2 separate regions of the Anser cygnoides genome follow, and region 2 is linked to region 1. The links are chromatin contacts, called in public Hi-C maps. All regions are on one chromosome and are shown on one strand. The core of a region is the stretch at or near the end of the contact, and the rest is flanking DNA. Distances in the headings are between cores, read along the strand shown.

Region 1 (3,212 bases), core at 184-2,683:
CCCCCGGGGCAGGGCCTGGTGTAGCTGCACGGGAGTTGGCCAGGGAGGACAGGCAGGTTCAGAGATGCTTGTTGAAAAGCTCCATGGCTGGGAAGCCCTTGGGGCTCTCCCCTGTATTGGGTTTACATGGCAAGGTTTTGGTAGCAGGAGGGCTGAAGGGGTGGCCTCTGCGAGCAGAGCCCAGCAGCTGCCCCATGGCAGATCAGAGCCAGCTCCAGCCGGCTCCAAAGGGACCTGCCTCTGGCCAGCGCCAGCGACCAGTGCTGGCTGGTTGGGCCTCTGGGAGGGCCGATTTAAGGAAGGGAAAAATCTGCTGTGCAACAGCAGCTGGGAGAGAGGAGTGAGAAAATGTGAGAGAACCAGCCCTGCAGACAGCAGTGAGTGGACAAGGTGGGCAGGAGGTGCTCCAGGCAGGCAGCAGCAGTTCCCCTGCGGCCTGTGGAGAGGCCCCTGGTGGAGCAGGCTGTCCCCCTGCAGCCCACGGGTCCCACACGGAGCAGATCTCCACGCTGCAGCCCGTGGAGGAGCCCCCGGTGGAGCGGGTGGATGTGGTGGGAGCTGCTACTCTTGAGGGACCCGTGCTGGAGCAGTTTGCTCCTGGGGGATGGACCCCGTGGTACGGAGCCGTGTGGGAGCAGTTCTTGAGGAGCTGCTGCCTGTGGGCAGCCCCCGCAGGCTCAGTTCGGGCAGGACGGCATCCCGTGGGAGGGACCCCACGGGGAGCAGGGGCAGAGAGGGACCGTGAAGGAGCGGCGGAGACGAAGCGACAGGGACTGACCGCAGCCCCCATTCCCTGCTCCCCTGTGCCCCTCGGGGGGAGGATGCAGAAGAGGGTGTTTGAGGGGAAGGTGTTTTTAGTATGATTTTAGTTTCTCACTGCTCTAGTCTGTTATGAGTAGGCAATAAATTATATTAATCTCCCTATGCTCAGTCTGTTTTGCCTATGATGGTACTTAGTGGGTGATCTCCCTGTCCCTATCTCACCCCCTGAGCCTTTTTCGATTGTATTTTCTCCTCCTGTTCCTGTGAGGAGGGGCAGTGAGGCAGCAGTGTGGCGCTGAGCTGCCCACAGGTGTGAGGCCACCCCGCCTGCCACCCGCAGCGGTGAGGTGGCGGCTGGACCCCGCCACCCCCCCCGCCCCGGCGTCAGCGCCATGGCAGCGCCGGCGGACCCCACGGGCGCTCCCCACCGGCAGCAGACTACAACTCCCACAATCCCCGCGGGGCGGCGCAGCCGGCTCCGCTCTCCCCTCCCTGCTCTCCCCGTGACCGCGCTGCACGACGGCCCTCGTAGTCCCGGCGCCCTGCCCTCTCCCTTCCCCGCCGCGGGGCCGCCCTCCCGGCCGGGACTCCCCTTCCCGACGGCCCCGGCGGCGCGGCGCCTGCGCGGCCGGCGGGGAAGTGCGAGCGGCCGTTGCGTTGCGGGCAACGGCGGCGGCGGTGCCGGCGGCTTCCGCGGCGGATGGGGGCCGGCGGGCGGCAGCGGCGGGCGGCGGCGGGGAGCCCGTGAGGAGGAGCCGGGCTGCGGCGGCCGGGGTGGGGGGCGGGGAGCGGAGCGCAGCGCAGCGCAGCGCCGGAGATGTCCCAGCCCCAGCAGCAGCCGCCGCCGCCGCCGCCGTCTCCTCAGCAGCAGGCGCCGGCGCCGCCGCCGGCCGGCGGCAAGAAGCGGGAGCGGCGCATCTTCTCGGGCACCTGCCCCGAGCCCAAATGCCAGGCGCGGCTGTTCTTCCCGGCCGCCGGGCCGCAGGGCGGCGGCAGCATCGAGTGCACGGACTGCGGGCGGCGCCACGAGCAGCGGCAGCTGCTGGCCGTGGAGGAGGTGACGGACCCCGACGTGGTGCTGCACAACCTGCTGCGGAACGCCCTGCTGGGCGTCAGCCCGCCCCGCCGGAGCACGGAGCTCGTCAAAGTCATGGGGCTCTCCAACTACCACTGCAAGCTGCTGGCCCCCATCCTGGCCCGCTACGGCATGGACAAGCAGACGGGCAAGGCCAAGCTGCTGACGGAGATGAACCAGGGAGACATCTTTGACTGCTCCCTGCTGGGCGACCGCGCCTTCCTCATCGAGCCGGAGCACGTGGAAACCATCGGCTACGGCAAGGACCGCTCGGGCAGCCTCGTCTACCTGCACGACACTCTGGAGGACATCAAGAAGGCCAACAACAGCCAGGAGTGCCTCATCCCCGTCCACGTGGACGGGGACGGCCACTGCCTGGTCCACGCGGTCTCGCGGGCGCTCGTTGGCCGGGAGCTGTTCTGGCACGCGCTGCGGGAGAACCTGAAGAAGCACTTTGAGGAGAACCTGAGCCACTACAAGGCGCTCTTCCACGATTTTATCGACGCAGCCGAGTGGGAGGACATCATCAACGAGTGCGACCCCTTGTTCGTTCCTCCCGAAGGCGTGCCGATGGGCCTCAGGAACATCCACATCTTCGGCCTGGCCAACGTGCTTCACCGGCCTATCATCCTGTTAGACTCCCTGAGCGGAATGCGGAGCTCCGGGGATTATTCAGCGACATTCCTCCCCGGCCTGGTACCCCTAGAGAAGTGCATGGGGAAAGACGGCATGTTGAACAAGCCGATCTGCATTGCGTGGAGTAGTTCGGGGCGTAACCATTATATCCCTCTAGTTGGAATAAAAGGTGCTGCTTTACCTAAACTGCCTAGGAAGCTCCTTCCCAAAGCCTGGGGAGTTCCTCAAGACCTCATCAAAAAGTACATCAAGTTAGAGGAGGACGGCGGTTGCGTTATTGGAGGAGACAGAAGCCTGCAAGATAAGTACTTGATGAGGCTGGTTGCTGCCATGGAGGAGGTTTTCATGAGCAAACACGGTATTCATCCCAGTCTTGTCGCCGACGTGCATCAGTATTTCTACAGAAGGACTGGTGTCATAGGAGTCCAGCCCGAAGAAGTCACCGCCGCCGCCAAAAAAGCGGTGACGGACAACCGCCTTCACAGGTGCCTCATCTGCGGGGCCCTTTCGGAGCACCACGTGCCTCCAGAGTGGCTGGCGCCGGGCGGGAAGTTGTACAACCTGGCGAAAAGCACCCACGGGCAACTCAGGCCTGACAAAAACTACAGCTTTCCCCTCAACAGCTTGGTGTGTTCTTACAACCCTGCGAAGGACGTGCTGGTGCCCGACTACAGCCTGAGCAGTCTGACTGCTTGCAACTGGTGTCACGGCAACCTGGTGCGCCGCGTCAGAGAGGATG
Region 2 (3,212 bases), core at 355-2,854, 150 kb before region 1:
AAATTACATTAGATATACTATTTATTCAACTGCTGTTGGAAAAAGCCCAAAAAAGACAAATATTTTATATATTTTAACTTTCAAGAAGATATAACTTCATGTATTCATAACTTACTTCTTTTAAATTGGAATTTTTCATAAAAGCAACTCCAAATAATCACAAAGTCAACTACATAGACTTCAGCTTGATCAAATACACCAGGCAACGGAAAGCACACAGACATTCAAGAGAAGTCAGGTTTGAACAGAGATGGATACTGGATCTACACCCAAACACAATTAATAATGTATGTCTGCATTCAAGACATTCAAAACACCTATTAGCATATGTATTATTTTGCGTGTATTGTATCTGTTTGCATACTGTGTATATTTTATCACCTAAAGAAATATTCACCTTTTTACTCTTTCTTTTTCTCTTGTATTTGTTCAAGGAAGTGGGGCAGAAGACGTGAAATCAGCCCATGTTATTTAGGCAGATCCTGCCTATTTTGTGCATCAGGAAAGCCAGACGAGGCAATTCCCTTCCATATAAACTGCAGCAAGGGCAGCAGGGAAGTGAAGTGTTTTAAACAAGCTACTATATGTCGTGTGCGGTAATTTTACTTACAGGTTACATGGCCTCATAATTGTTTCCCTCAGAAATATTTTTCAAAGTTTCCCCCGCGCCTCCTGAACCCTGAGGCCAGGCAGCACTGGCTGCTTCTCTCTCCCTTTGAGTAGCATGCAGAAGAACCTCTCGCTGTCAGAAGGATGGTTTGTGTATCTTTCACCTTCCTTTCTTTTTGATTCTTATCTGAAAAAGCACAAAACACCCACGGTCTGGATGCTCACGAATAAACTCCAATTAAAAACAACGTGTTTCGTAACTAGGAAGGGAATTAATGATCAAAGCATCAAGCCGGCAAGCCTCACGAGTTATCTCCTCTCGCCCTAAGAGTTTACCTCCTCCAGAACCCGTCTTTTGGGCCGAAAAGAAAACGATTTGGGGAAACCTTCGGGGACAGAAGAGGTTTATTTCTCCCACCGCGGCAGCTCGGCGCAACGCCTCTCCCCCTCCCTCGGCCTGCTGCTGCCACCCCAACCAAACCAAAACAAACCCAACCCAACCAAATCCAACCCAAGCAAACCAAACCAAACCCGGCCCGGGGCACCCTGAGGCGCTGCGGGGCAGCCCCCTCCCGGCGCGGCGCCCCGTTGTCAAGCAACGGCCGCGCACCCAGCGGCTCCCCCCGGGAGGCCGCCCAGGGCCCGCTGCCCCCCGGCCGGGGACGCCCGAGCCCTGCTCAGCTCCCCGGCCCCCCCACACCACCACCACCACCACCGGGGGGGTGCCCGACCCCCGGCCCCGCCGCCCCGCTCACCGGCGGCCGCCCTCCGCGCCCGTCGCCGCCTCCCCGGAAAGCGGCGGCCGGCGGCCGGCAGCGCCCCCTGCGGCTCCGGCGGGCCCCGCAGCGAGGACGGGCAGCCCGCCGCGGCCGCCGCCCGCTGGGGGCGCAGGGCTCCGCCGCTCCTCCGTGCTCCCCCAGCGGCTCCTGCTTCCGCCGGCGGCCGGGGTGAGGCCGAGCCGGGCCGGGCCGGGCCGGGCCGGGAGCTGGGGGGGGGAGATGGCGGCGGCGGCCGGGGCGGGGAGCGGCAGCTCCGGGAGCGTGATGGCGCAGAAGACGTGGGAGCTGGCCAACAACATGCAGGAGGCGCAGAGCATCGACGAGATCTACAAGTACGACCGCAAGCAGCAGCAGGAGATCCTGGCGGCCAAGCCCTGGACCAAGGAGTGAGAGAGAGCGGGGCCGCGGGGCGGGTGGGCGGCGAGGGGCCGGGGCTCGGTCGGGGCCGGGGCCGTCGCTGAGCGCCCCGGCGGCCCGTCTCTTTCAGCCACCATTACTTCAAGTACTGCAAGATCTCGGCGCTGGCCCTCCTCAAGATGGTGATGCACGCCAGGTCCGGGGGCAACCTGGAGGTGATGGGGCTCATGCTGGGCAAGGTGGACGGCGAGACCATGATCATCATGGACAGCTTCGCCCTGCCGGTGGAGGGCACCGAGACCCGCGTCAACGCGCAGGCGGCCGCCTACGAGTACATGGCGGCGTACATCGAGAACGCCAAGCAGGTAAAAGCCGCTCCCCGCCGCCCGCACGGCTGCCATGCGAGCCCCTGCCCGCTCCCCGTGCTGCTCCGGCGGCCCGGTCGCCGTGTGCCTGCCCTAACGTGGCCGGGGAGCTGCGGCAGGGCAGCAGCACGGCCCCTGAGCACGCTGGTTTCCATGTCTGGAGGTCAGCAGGTGCCTGACTGCTTCCCTTCCTCACAACTTGGGTTGCTCCTTCCTCACAACTTGGGTTGCTCCTTCCTCGCGACTCGTCTTGCTCAGGAGGTGTTTCTGTGGCTGCAGCTGGTGGCTTGTCAGTGGAACAAGAAGGGAGCGTGTTTCTAAAATATCTGACGTGTCTTCTCTAAAAACAGTATGTGAAATTAAATATAACTTAGTAATTTTCTCACCAAAATATTTTATTATTTATAGATCAGGAATATGATACTTGTTTGCACCTTCTTGCTTTCTGAAGTCTCACTGCCTAGCAACTCTGCTGTTCTCTATATTTATAAACAAAACACATTTTTGGAGGAAAAAGCCACTGAAGGAATAAATAACTTCCAGTGCAACCTAATTATCCAGATTTATAATTCAGATATTGAGATAACCGACTCAAAGTCTGGCCCCACTTCCTCACCTTGTACTCCTAGACATGTCAGGTTAAGCCTCAGCATGCCGTAAAAAATCTTGCATGCAGAAGAGTGACAGAAATACAAACGTGCTCTGTGGCCGATCTAGAAACCAGCATGCTGGTATATCAGGGTACCTACTGGTACGCTTCTTCCAGTACAGGGCAATCTTACGCCATGAATAAGCATTGAAATCCCTCTTAACTGTCCAAGCTCAAATAGTTTGAGGCCTAGTTTATCCTTTGTTTTTCCTTTAATCCCAGAAGTATTATAAACCAGCTAAAATTAAAGGACCCTTACCAAGTCACTGGAGATAACACAGCAAGTATTTGGGTTGTTTTGGAGAGTTGTACTTAGATTCACAGCTTTATATCTAGTTAAAGATATTTAAATAAATGTGAATTAGGCTGGATCATAATGTTAGAAAAAAGTAAACAAAACAAAGGTAAGTATATTCTAGAGCTTTTTTGAGGGGAGGGAAGTAATTTGTCATC

The links. Hi-C and Micro-C count contacts between places; a contact is called where the count stands out from the background.
Region 2: a Hi-C map of granulosa cells shows a contact between it and region 1, with 2.1 times the contacts expected there. The contact joins the promoter of COPS5 here to the promoter of VCPIP1 in region 1. A contact is called at or near these places in 3 of 7 Hi-C or Micro-C datasets (granulosa cells and liver).

Annotation. Positions count from the first base shown.
Region 1 is chr2:127,226,460-127,229,671 of Taihu_goose_T2T_genome, reverse strand. VCPIP1 (valosin containing protein interacting protein 1) reads left to right here and starts at 1,433. Exons shown (of 3, transcript XM_013172546.3): 1 at 1,433-3,212. The coding sequence starts at 1,580.
Region 2 is chr2:127,373,723-127,376,934 of Taihu_goose_T2T_genome, reverse strand. COPS5 (COP9 signalosome subunit 5) reads left to right here and starts at 1,604. Exons shown (of 8, transcript XM_048061781.2): 1 at 1,604-1,774; 2 at 1,876-2,110. The coding sequence starts at 1,608. CSPP1 (centrosome and spindle pole associated protein 1) reads right to left here and starts at 1,465. Exons shown (of 30, transcript XM_066993065.1): 1 at 1,365-1,465; 2 at 611-796.